3 separate regions of the Zea mays genome follow, and all the other regions are linked to region 2. The links are chromatin contacts, called in public Hi-C maps. All regions are on one chromosome and are shown on one strand. The core of a region is the stretch at or near the end of the contact, and the rest is flanking DNA. Distances in the headings are between cores, read along the strand shown.

Evidence for each region. Hi-C and Micro-C count contacts between places; a contact is called where the count stands out from the background.
Region 1: a contact with region 2 is called in a Hi-C map of leaf, with 5 times the contacts expected there. The contact joins the promoter of LOC100281428 here to the promoter of LOC103626215 in region 2. A contact is called at or near these places in 2 of 25 Hi-C or Micro-C datasets (ear and leaf).
Region 3: a contact with region 2 is called in a Hi-C map of leaf mesophyll, with 7 times the contacts expected there. The contact joins the promoter of LOC109939503 here to the promoter of LOC103626215 in region 2. A contact is called at or near these places in 4 of 25 Hi-C or Micro-C datasets (ear, leaf, leaf mesophyll and 1 more).

What each region holds. Positions count from the first base shown.
Region 1 is chr5:35,321,867-35,325,870 of Zm-B73-REFERENCE-NAM-5.0, reverse strand. It overlaps LOC100281428, which reads left to right and starts at 2,349. Exons shown (of 18, transcript NM_001154346.3): 1 at 2,349-2,425; 2 at 2,580-2,658; 3 at 2,775-2,978; 4 at 3,104-3,422; 5 at 3,523-3,747; 6 at 3,851-4,004. The coding sequence starts at 2,873.
Region 2 is chr5:34,906,220-34,910,143 of Zm-B73-REFERENCE-NAM-5.0, reverse strand. It overlaps LOC103626215 (pentatricopeptide repeat-containing protein, mitochondrial-like), which reads left to right and starts at 2,333. Exons shown (of 3, transcript XM_035958995.1): 1 at 2,333-2,481; 2 at 3,025-3,924. The coding sequence starts at 3,029.
Region 3 is chr5:35,245,448-35,249,614 of Zm-B73-REFERENCE-NAM-5.0, reverse strand. LOC109939503 (wiskott-Aldrich syndrome protein homolog 1-like) reads right to left here and starts at 2,231. Exons shown (of 1, transcript XM_020537685.3): 1 at 1,743-2,231. The coding sequence starts at 2,231. The coding sequence ends at 1,743. It overlaps LOC542030 (histone acetyl transferase GNAT/MYST 101), which reads right to left. Exons shown (of 13, transcript NM_001111675.1): 12 at 4,101-4,167; 13 at 3,471-3,795. The coding sequence ends at 3,732.

The DNA of each region.
Region 1 (4,004 bases), core at 1,100-3,599, 420 kb before region 2:
CTGATCATTCAGGTGCTGTCCTTCAGAGGATTTGGGCCCAAATGGCTGGGCTGGATTAGGGATATCCTCCATTCTGGCACGTCCTCGGTTCTCCTTAATGGTGTGCCGGGCAAATCTTTTCATTGCAAGCGTGGGGTACGACAAGGAGACCCCCTTTCACCTCTTTTATTCGTTCTAGCGGCAGATTTGCTTCAAAGTATAATCAATAAGGCGAGACAGCAGGGTCTTCTTCAGCTGCCACTCACTGAGAACTGTGGTCAAGATTTCCCGATTGTTCAATATGCTGACGACACTCTCTTGATCTTGGAAGCTTGCCCCAGACAATTATTTTTTCTCAGAGCAGCTATAAACTCCTTTGCTACCTCGACGGGTCTCAAAGTGAATTACCTTAAATCAAGTATGTACCCATTCAATGTCTGCCCAGCACGATTGGAAATTCTAGCCAGAACTTTAAACTGCCAGACAGGTTCTATGCCTTTCACTTACCTTGGTGTACCTCTAGGCCCGTCAAAACCCAGAATCTGCCATTTTCTACCTCTTATTCAAAGGATTGAAGGGAGACTGTCCTGTACTTCTGCTCTCCTGTCCCAGGCCGGAAGACTGGAGGTAGTTAACTCTGTTTTCTCTGCTCTCCCGACTTTCTTGATGAGCACGCTAAAAATTCATGCCTCCACTGTCAAAAGGATTGATGCCTCCCGGAGGCATTGTCTCTGGAGAGGCAATGATGTGAACTCAAACAGATCTGCTCTTGCTGGTTGGAGCATGATTACCCAGCTGAAGCGAAATGGGGGCCTTGGGGTGGTCAGGTTGGAGACGTAAAACAAGGCCTTGCTTTTGAAATTCGTGTACAAGTTCTTCAACAATCATGACTTACCCTGGGTTAACCTGGTCTGGAACAACTACTACAGGACAAACAGACTCCCTAGCGATTCAAATATTGGTTCCTTTTGGTGGAAAAGCCTGCTTAGTTTACTCCAAGACTTCAAGGGCCTGGCAGCCCCGACCATTGGCAATGGGAGAACTATTCTTTTCTGGGAAGATCTGTGGAATAAGGGCATCCCGACTCAGCAATATCCAGAATTATTTTCTTTTGCTTGCAACACCAAACTCTCTATCAAAGATGCTAAGCAAAAAGAGCACCTCCTTGAGTTGTTTCAGCTCCCCCTGTCTGTGCAAGCCTACGAGCAATATCTTGAGCTAAATGAGACCTGGGGACAAATCACGGTGACCAACGTTAAGGACACTTGGAAGCTCATTTGGGGATCTGAAATCTTCTCCACGAAGCAGACTTACAAGCATCTGATGGGACAGTCTCACGTGCATCAGATTTACAGATTGCTCTGGAAGAACAAATGTCAACCTAAGCACAAGGTCTTTTTTTGGCTATGGCTAAAAAATAGGCTCAACACTAGGAATATGCTTAGGAGGAAGAACATGACTCTTGAGTCTTACACCTGCGAGAACTGCATCTGGTAGAGGGAGGAAACTCTTTACCATCTATTCCTCAGGTGCAACTTTGCGAAGGCCTGCTGGCACTCAATCGGTCTGACTCCTCCTAGAGTTGCTAATCGAGAGGAGGTTGCGGCAAACCTTAAACAGCAACTCAATGTTCCATTCTCTATGGAGGTTATTATTCTCATGACTTGGAGCATTTGGAAGTGCCGCAACGCTTGACTTTTTCAGAACAAAGATCCAATGGTGCAACATTGCAAGCAGGAGTTTGCAAATGAATTGCTCCTTGTCATTTCCAGAGCTTTGGGTAGATTTGATTCTGCCATCCCGGCATGGCTTCAACAATGGCAGTAGAAAACATTGGCAGTACATACTCCCCCTAATCCCCTGTAATTCGTCTTCTTGTCTATTCTAAACCTTATTTTCTTTTCAAAATTTTAATAAAATTTTCAGTAGGGCCCTCCCCTCCTGTTCTATCAAAAAATAAATAAATAGGTAGACTTTGGCTCAAGGAGCTAACAACACTTTAATCTATATCCGATGATCTCTTTCCTTAAAGCTGCCTTTCATTAAACACTAATGAATCAAACAATTTATATATCCTGACCCTATAAATACCTTCTGTCTAACAAATGGTGTAATCGTCTGTCCGTACCTACTCCTTGTCAAGATATAAATTTACGAGGTCGCAATCTGTAATTCAGTATTCCCATGACGTTACCTCGTTAATCCTCCAGATTTTAGGTTCTAGCAGAATGGTACGTTCGAGTTTGACACGATATTTTATTAGCTAAAGCCGCACCAATAATGTGAAGAAAAGAACAAGAAGAAAAGGTTGGGAGTTCATCTTGTCATTTTGTGCATTATTTAGGAGTGTCAGTTACAGATCTGACGCTACCTTCCGTTCGATTCCCTTCGCGTCTTTCTTCCTCTGCTGGACTCAAGTACTGCAAATTAGAGCAGAAAATCCTGTGTAAGCAATTTCCATTCGCGCTGTCATCTCTTCCTCGATCGAAGGTTTGCTGTGAATTTGTAGATTGCGGTTTTGATGTTGTGGACAATTTTGTGGCTACATACGGTTGCTTCGTCCATCTGTACTTGGCTTAATTAACCCAATCATCTGCTAGGTCTAGATCAAGATGAGCCCATGTCTACTTCGATCAGTTTAGCCTAGTCAGTGTAGAACTGTTTGGCTTCCGAGTTCAGGTAACTTTTTGCACTCAACACTCTCACCCAGGCACTACCACCGACACTCGACGATTTTTTCCTGTTAGATTCTTTAGCGTTTCATCTTTTTTCACATGAACTTTGTAAAACTACAGATATTTAGCTAGCATAGCCAAGTGAATTTTGTTCCTCCAGTGGGTCATCAAGGTGTGCATGTGTCCTGGGAGAGAGAGAAGAAAATCCAGTCTGCAGGATGGATGCAATGGCACCTGAAGAATATGCCTCGCAATCCAAGCTACTGCAAGAATTCACCAACGTCCCAAGCATCGACAGTGCTTCCATCCTCAAAACCAACGATGGTATGGCTTTCTTTTGTCCATAATCATCCTATACTTCTCTCTGAAAGTCTGAATTCATACCAAAACGGCTTTTTTGTCTTAGGTTCTAACCAGTACCCTACCCACTCTACCGTCTATGATTGCAGAGGACAGATCCAGAGCGATGTTCTCCATTAGCCAGCCAGACTTACTGGCGAACACCAACAGGAAATACGTTTTGTATTCTCATATTACGACGAGAGCCGGCACCGGCACCACCTCTCCGGATTTCCAGTGGTCTCCTTTCCCCACTGAAACAACCGGAGTGTCCGCCACCGTTCCGTCCCCTTCCGGGTCGAAGCTCCTCGTAGTGCGAAACGGGGAGAGAGGATGCCCCACCAAGCTCGAAATCGTTTGTCAGTCACATGTGGAGAAGGAGATACACGTAGCAGGTTCTGTGCACGGTCCTCTCTACACGGATGAATGGTACGAGAGGAGGAACCGATCCTGTGCATTTGCTTTCCACAGCTACAGCTAGAGCGGCACGCATGACAGTCCGGCGCTGTTCCTGTTCCTGTTCCTGCAGGTTTCATGGTGTTTCTTGGAATCAAGAAGAGACCTTGGTAGCATACGTCGCTGAAGCTCCAGCCACACCAAGACCAGCTTTCAATCGTTCCGGATACACGAGGGAAGAAGGTTGTTCCGAGGGAGACTGCAGTGCCTGGAAAGGGCAGGGCGTGTGGGAGGAGGACTGGGGTGAAACGTACTCCAAGAAAGGAAGACCCTCACTGTTTGTTCTTGACATTCCCAGGTCTCTGTTCCATTCCATGCCTACTAATCAACACAAGAGCTTGACAGCTTGTGGGAAGAAAAAAAACCCTACTCACTGCTGTCTTCAATTTTGGTGTATGTAGAGGAGAAGTGGTAGCGGCTAAAGGTGTCCCAACATCGTTGAGCGTTGGGCAGGTTGTTTGGGCTCCGGAATCACCAGGTGGCAGGCACAAGTATCTGGTTTTCGTTGGATGGTCAGAGCGCAACGGGTTCTTCCAGAACACTGCTAGAAAACTC
Region 2 (3,924 bases), core at 1,084-3,583:
CAAAAAAGTTGGTTCTCCTTCACGCTCCCAAACACAAAGGGTGCCTCAGTGGGTGAAGCTACCAACAATGTTGGCTCCGAAGGCTGTTGGCTTGGGGCCTTCATGCCTCGCCGAACGATCTGCATCGCCTGGACTTGCTCTGAGGTCTGGACTGTCAGGTTGAGTACTTGAGTTCAGCATCGGCACCGTTGCGGAGAAGGTCCCAAGGAGGTCACACGCCAACTGGAGGTGCCACGCTTACTACGACGCTATGTTTGCGGCGCTGGAGTGAGAGGAGGCGGGCGGGACGCGCCGTTTGGCCAAGCACTGGGCATGGAGTGAAGAGGGCTCGACACCCGGTGGCGCGAGTCCAAGCCCTAGGCCTGAGTTCGCCATGGAAGCCACAGAGGAAACGAGGAGTGTGAAGCCGCTAGATTTTTTGGCGCGGCGAGGCGAGCGCTATCACCGGTGGCATTTGGCTGGGGAGGCGGAGGGTGATGGACTGAGGGAGAAGGGAATCGGGATTGGTGAACACTAGAAGACTCTCGTCTCTCAGAGTGGACATGGGACCAAGGTCGTTCGATATGAATCCCGCGGTTAAAGCATGTCAGGATGACGTAGAGCAACGGGAGCCTAGATATGCTCCCGCGCTAGAACATTGCATAGATTGCATTATTGATAAATTTATGAATTTTTTAACAATATATTCAAGCATAGTACAAGAGTATTAGAAATTATCCATGCATATATTTGTAGTCCTTTTCTAATGAGGACAGTTGGTGGTTATGATTTATTTATAACCATAACATGATTACTCATGTTATGGATGCATTTACCCTATCATAGAAAACAAAAGCCTTAGATAAGTTCAAGTTATTGAAAGCAAACATTGATAATCAATATGGTTTGCAGATCAAGATAGTAAAATCTAATCGTGAGAGGGAAGAATATTATGGATGCTATACATTGTATGGACAGTTACAAAGACCCTTTGCAAGGTTCCTCCAAGTTGTATCCCAGTACCTGACATCGAGTGAGCCTCAATAGACTGGGGTCGCAGAAAGAAGAAATCATATTTTGATGGACATGGTGCAGAGTATGTTGAGTTACTTTAGTTTGCATTGTGTCTATGGATGGAGGCTTTAAAAATTGTTATCCATATACATAACAGAGTCCCTAGTAAATTAGTGCCCCAAACCCCACATCGGTTGTGGATTGAGAGTTACCCAAGTTGAACTATTCTTATATTTGGGGTTTCCCTAGCTGAAACAAGAATATTTAACCCTAGGAAGGGAAATAGATGAAAAGACAATGAGTTGTCATTTTATTGGCTACCCTAAGAAGTCTAGAAGGATTCAAACTTTACTGCCTAGGCATACATACTAAGTTTGTCAAAATAAGACATGTAATATTCTTATGAATGAGATGATTAAGGGGAACATGGTACCTCAAGAAATAAACTTGAGAGAAAAAGAGGGTTTGTATGGCCCAATTTTGATGGTTAAAGAACCATATTTCTTGATTCCTACCGAGGTTTCGCTACTAGTTCCTCCAACCGTAAATGAAACCTCTGCTACAAATGTTGAGCCATCGAGCATGACAATTACCGAGCAAGTCACATTAGTCTTTAAGGTGTCTGAACCTCTGGCGCCAGTTACATAGGAGCCTTTAGAAACAGAGAAAGAAGTTGTGCTTAATAATCCACCATTGGAGCAACCCTAGAACGATCAAAATGATGAGAATAATGTAATTTTAAGAAACTTCGAGAGAACTAGAACATCTACAGTCTCTAATGATTACGAAGTATATACTAGTGAAGAAATAAAAGTTTGTGAGATATATGTCAGCGAGGATGTCGTTTGTAAAGGCTTGTTCGGGAGCAATGAGATTGGAGAAGGTTTAGGGTGTAAAAGATTTTAGCCCTCGAAGCACTTACAATACCCTTCTCCCACATAAGAATCTCTAAGAGACTAGCCAAATTTTGGATAATCAACAGCAAAGTAACTCTTCAACGGACTAACAATCTGACTAGTCAAGCTATCTGACTCTTCAAATTGGCTCCATCGCTATTCAAACCGACTAGCTAAACTAAATAGATAGTTTGTTGGAATGAAATGTTATATATAAAATGTAATCTATATAAAAATATAAATAGAGAGCCAAAAATAAAGAGTCTCTTGGAGATGCTTAAATCCACTGCTTATAAAAAAGCCAAAAAAGTAAGAAAAGAAAAGAATAATACGAACTTTTATTTAGTGGCCCGTCTAGGAGCCCATTAACTCACATAAAAACCCACGTTCAACCACACTCACACGGTTTTTTTTTTCTCTAACCTTTTCACTGCTCCAGCGCCGGCTTCTTCAATCTTCATCTTCCGCTCCCTCTCCCACTCGCGCTCGGCAGGCAGGCTCGGCGGCGTCGTCACTGGCTGCCCCTCCTACCCGTAGCCTCGCGCGGTCACGCCCTCGCCTCCAGTCCTCCGCACACCGGCGGCAACCCTGCGTGCGTGCCCCCGCTCTTCTCTCCCCTCCGGTGGGCCGTCAACGGCGCCTCCAGTAGATGCTGCTCCGCCAAGGCGGTCGCGCCGCTCTGGGGGCACTTGTGCTGCAGAGCAAAGCGTTACCCGTCCACCTAGCGCTGAAGGCGTTTTAGTGCCTCTTTTTGCGCACCCCCCCCCCCCCCCCCCCCCCCCCACCCAAACTGGGCCAAAAAGATACATTCTCAATGCAGAGTGCTAAACCAATTATTATGATACAAACATTAACATGGAAAGGTTTTCATATATGACTGCACATGTAAAGCCTTTGCTTGCAATTCACCCCTTTAGCTAAAATGGCTATGTCATCTGCCCAGTTTCAGTTGTCTGTCTTGCTAAGTAGCGTTCTGATTTCCTCCTGCGAAGCCTTGTTTTGCTTACTGTCCTCCCAGTTGAGATAGGGTGTTATTGAAGTCCATCAATTCTAAAATTTTAATCTGCTGCATTCAAAAATAACATTGACTCATTGTTTTAAGTTCTTTCTGTTTGACCCTTGTTACCTGTTGCAGGAAAATGCTTTGTGTTGGAAGAATTTGTTCAAGATATTATGCAGGACATGCTGTATCTTCATTACTTGTGGGTATACGATGTTTGTTTGCTCCTCAAAGCCCACACCATGTCGGCTCCAAGTATCATGGGACTCACCAAAGTAGGGACAGTAGTACCAAAACCTTGAAACCAGAGCTAAATATTGGTAGATGTGGCGCTTGCTTTTCCACTGTCACAGGAACCATTCTAGTCCAAGCTCATGATCCATCTCAGCTAGCAATGGAGATAGAGAATGCAATTGATCAGCAGAGATTTGATGATGCATGGAGGGCTTATGAGAAGCATGTTCACATGGATGGACTTCCAAGAAAGTCTGTTTTGAGCAAGCTCATCACTGGCTTAGCAGAGAGCTGTGATCATCACTGGCTTAAGCAGTCCTACAATGTGGTCAGTCATGCATTTGAAGAGAAGCAAGAATTGTTGGATAAGGAACCCCTAATTTACCTATCCCTCATTCTTGCACACTGTGCTCTGCCTAATCTTGCTTTAAATGTTGTGAGGAAGTTGGTAAAGATGGAAGCATACCCACCTGTTGCAGCATGGTCGGCAATTTTAGCTCATATGTGTCAAACTAACACTGGTGCATTTCTCGGTGCAGACCTTGTAATGGAGCTTGGTTATCTTTTCCAAAATAATAGAGTTGATCCACGGAAGAAGAGTAACCGTCCTTTGCTATCAATGAAACCCAATTCATTTACATTCAACATAGTTTTGACCGCTTCCCTCGTGTTTGGCACTACAAGAAAAGCTGAGCAGCTTCTCGAACTAATGCCGAGGATAGGCGTGAAGCCTGAAGTCAACTTGTTGATTGTTATGGCCCACATATATGAAAGGAATGGTCGCAGAGATGAGATTCGGAA
Region 3 (4,167 bases), core at 982-3,481, 340 kb before region 2:
TTATACACATAAAATTAAGGTGAACAACATAAATAATCGTGTATGAAGTGTTGTTCTTGTAGATTAATTTGAGTACGCACCAAAATGTCTTCAAATGCCAACCCCAAATGATTTAGTAGGATGGCATGTTTTGTATGAAACCAAATTTAACTGAAAATCTGAATAATGCTATCTGCTACGCCTTTTGCTCTGAAGTGATGCATGAATAATGGTTTAGTTAATTTGAGTACGCATTAAAATGTTTCCAAATGTCAACCCCAAATAAATAAGTACAATGACCTATTTTGTATGAAACTAAATTTAACTGAAAATATGAATAAGACTGCCTGTCAGAGCAATGTGTGAGTAATGGCTCAATGTTTGGTTTGCAAAACAAACATGTTGTTTTATAATTAGGCAACAAACACTGGACCAAATGTTCTCAGAAATAAAGGACTTCGACATAAGTGAATACAAACCCCTAAACTTGTAAATGAGGAATAGACACGCATGAGCTAGGGATGATATAGGGATCAACATACAAGCTCACAATTGTAGATTAGATAGTGTTAAATCGGGCCCGACTTAACCATTTCTTTTTATAAGTATCATGAGCAAGTAGAAACACACCAGAAGTGCATACATCAGTGTCAAACTGAAAACAAGCCTAGCCCTGATTATATGTTAGGATAAAAACATGATTTATCCGAGACAACTAACTATTAGGTGTCGCAGTTCAGTTCCTAGCTAATGTCTAATGAGAGTGTAAAATTTAGCACTTGCTGATTGTAGCAAAAAGAAGTGCATAAAATATTGCCTATTTTTGAAGATGTATAAATAGGACATATGAACACACTGTACAAGCTGAGTAACCAAAATGCAAAAAAGAAATCCAGTGAAGCTAACATATAATGGCAGCAAAATTGACTTGGCCAGTTTAGAAGGTAGGCAAACCAATTTGATTGATTTTCCTATGCTGAGAGCGAGCAAATCGGCTTGCCTAGACTTTGAGCTGGCTTGGCCAGTTCTTGGAGCCAGTTAGCCGATAATGAACTGATTCGTTTAGAGGTTGGTACCTTGGATCAAATGACTGATTGGTTGGTGAATGTTCTTGAGGTTGACTTGTCGGCTTCGACCATATGCTATGACGAAAACAATGGCATGTACTTATATGATGCAATGGGCATTTAAAAAGTAATTCTCTGGCTATAAATATCAGCATGTGCAAATAGGGATGAAAACGAACGGGTAAGGTAATATGCATTTTTTCAATCAGTCAATCACTCATTTTGCATTGCTAGCCCTTGTCCCGACTTTCAGGCTGCTGGTTGTTCTTCTATGCCTACTGCTTTAGGTTGGCTTTACATTGGTTGTAAAACATGTGATTAAATCAGAGTAGGATAGAAATTTGGCTTTAATGTCTTGTCCCCTTATGTTGTACAGTCCAAGAAAATGATAAATTTAGGATCGAAATAGGAATTGTAATTTCCAAAGTGGGGGGATCGTTTTACCTGTGCTCTGCTATTGTCGTTGGCTGCTTCTGCCCACCTGCCCGGTGTCCCATGTTGGCCGCTGGCGTGCAGCACCCTTTAGTTCATCACTACTATCCACCTGCCTAGCCCTGGTGGCTGGTGCTTCACGCCGGCAGCCTCCAGCGAAACCCCAGCAGCAGCCCGCCGCCTCCAAGTACGCCGATCCGGCCTCCAGGGGACTGCCTCCTTCTCGCCGACCTTAGATTTGGTCGCTGCAACCGGTCGATTCAGTCATCGGGCCGGTAGATTTGGCTGCTCTGGCCGCCGATCGCACGTCACGGTTGGGGGCGGCTTTGATGGGCGACAGCGGCTGGCGCTGTGTGAGCGAGCTGGGCGAGCGCGGCGTCTGCGCGTCGCCTGTCGCGGCGGGCAGATGCAGGGGTCGCGGGGAACTCGCTTCGGGGGCTGCGGGACTGGGAGCGCGTGGGGGTGGGCGCGGCGTCCGTGTGGCTTGGGGGTGATGGGGATTGGGGTGGCATGGTCTTTAAGGAACTCCATCATCTGCGTCGATGGGGGAGGTTGGCGTCGATTTGGGGCGAGGATGTTGGATGATTTATTATCGCAGATGGCTCGGGTGGCTTGGATTGCGGGATTTCGAGCGATGCTGATGGGAGTTCCATGACGCGTGGGGAAGGCCGGTGTAGCAGCCCTGGATTGTCGGCGAGGGACGAGGGTGTCGGGGCGAGTGCCAAACTCGCAGCGGCGAGGGGCGAGGCCCATCGTGTTTGAGCGGGGCGAGCCCGAGGATGGCGGATGCGGACAAGAAGGATCCCTGAATGGCGCCTTCCATTCATGGAGAGCGAGGTGGAGGCGAGGATGTCGGGGGCGGGCGCCGCTGCGAGATTGGCTGAGGGGAGGGCGAGGGCGGAACCGTGCTGATGCTGGTGGACGCCCTCAGTATCAACATATAGAGTAGTAAAGATAAAGCTAAATGGGAATAGGTAGGATCAGGTTTAGTTGTTTTGTTTCTAGGTGGGGCTAGATAGGTTATACAACCCACTATGTAGGTTATGTTGTTGTTCATGGTCGAGTTGGTCTAAGTCACCAATCTAGGATTAAGTGAACTAAGTGGGGAAAAGAGTTTCTAGGTGTAGAGTTTAATCTATTAAATAATCTAGGTTAATTTGCTCTATCCTTCACATAGGTGCAAAAAATATGAGTCGATTATACTAGGTCTTATTAGATTAGACATGATTAGTTTTGATTAGATCAGACTAGTATTATGTAAGACTAGATTAGATCAGATTAACCATATTAGCTTAGATCACATTAGTTCAGATGGGATCTAAATCAGATTGGTATGACTAGATTAGACTAGATAAAATCTAATTAATATGGATTAGATTATGATTGTTACTCTAGGGTGGGATAAGTATGCTTATCAGGACAAGATGAATCTATTAGGATAAAGATAGAATCTGTTAAGATAAGCTGGATATAAAAGATGGATCTATTTTATTATGGGGAATATTTTATCTTTCTAATTATATTTGTATATCTAATTATATATAGATGCAATTGCAGACATTACTTGACAACTCGTTATACTCAATCAAAAAATCAAATCAAACACGTATCATAAGAAACAAATCAAATAATAGTTTTGTCGCCACAAACCCTTGATTTGGTACGCGCCGAAGGTGCTGGGAAGAGCATCCGGACACGGCGGCGGCGCTCGTGGACAACCTTCAGAGCCAGGGTAGCGCAACCGTAGACAGCCACGTCAAGTTAAAAAAAACGAAGAGTAAGACCAAATGCATCAATTAAAAAAGTTACGAACCCAAAAAAAACACTTTCAGCGTTGATGGATCTAAATCAAACATGGACAAGAATTAATAAACCAACGATGCATTTAGTTTAGTTTTTTTTTTTTTTTTTTGCGTTTTTTTTCTCAACACTTGAGTCTAGATTGAGTGAGATAGAGATTTAAGGATGCAAAACATCTTTACCCATAGGTGCTAGAAACTGAAGAATCTCCTCAATCTATATTATTAGGCCGGCCAGGTTGAGACCGAAATGTAAAGATCAATCAGTGTCCCTCCTGGTTAAAATAATGCTAAACTAAAAGTTCATCACCGTGCCGAACATTCAGCAAGGTGACAACTATATCAATACAACTTAATAATTTTACAACATGCGACAGTAGTGTCCAGTCCAGTGAGCCAATAATAATTTTACAACATGCGACAGTAGTGCCCAGTCCAGTGAGCCCACGCCAGCCTAGCTCTTGGTTGAGAGTTGTGCAAGCAGTACAGTAATTCTGCCCGAGAAGAAGTTTTCAAGCCTGCGTGACCAAAACCAACAAAATCGATAGTCACGTGGCAGCGCCAGAGATGCAACCCTAGTCTGCCAGCTGGTATAAACTGTACCGGCCAGATTTAAGCTGGGCATTGTGCCATTTAGAAGATAGAATGGCATGGTTGATAATATTAGGTCAGATAATGTGAACAACTAAACATGATAAAGCAGGCAAGCAGCCAGTTAGAAAATCTCGAGAAACTAGATGTTGGCAACCCAGGTCCTAGCTTACTGGCCAGGAACATACCCATCCCTGGCTGCGAGAATAATGTACGTCAAAAGAATACTCACCGTGTCGCACATTTGTAATAGATAGTATCTGGAGAATTGTAAGTTCTTGCATTGCTGAACATTCTCT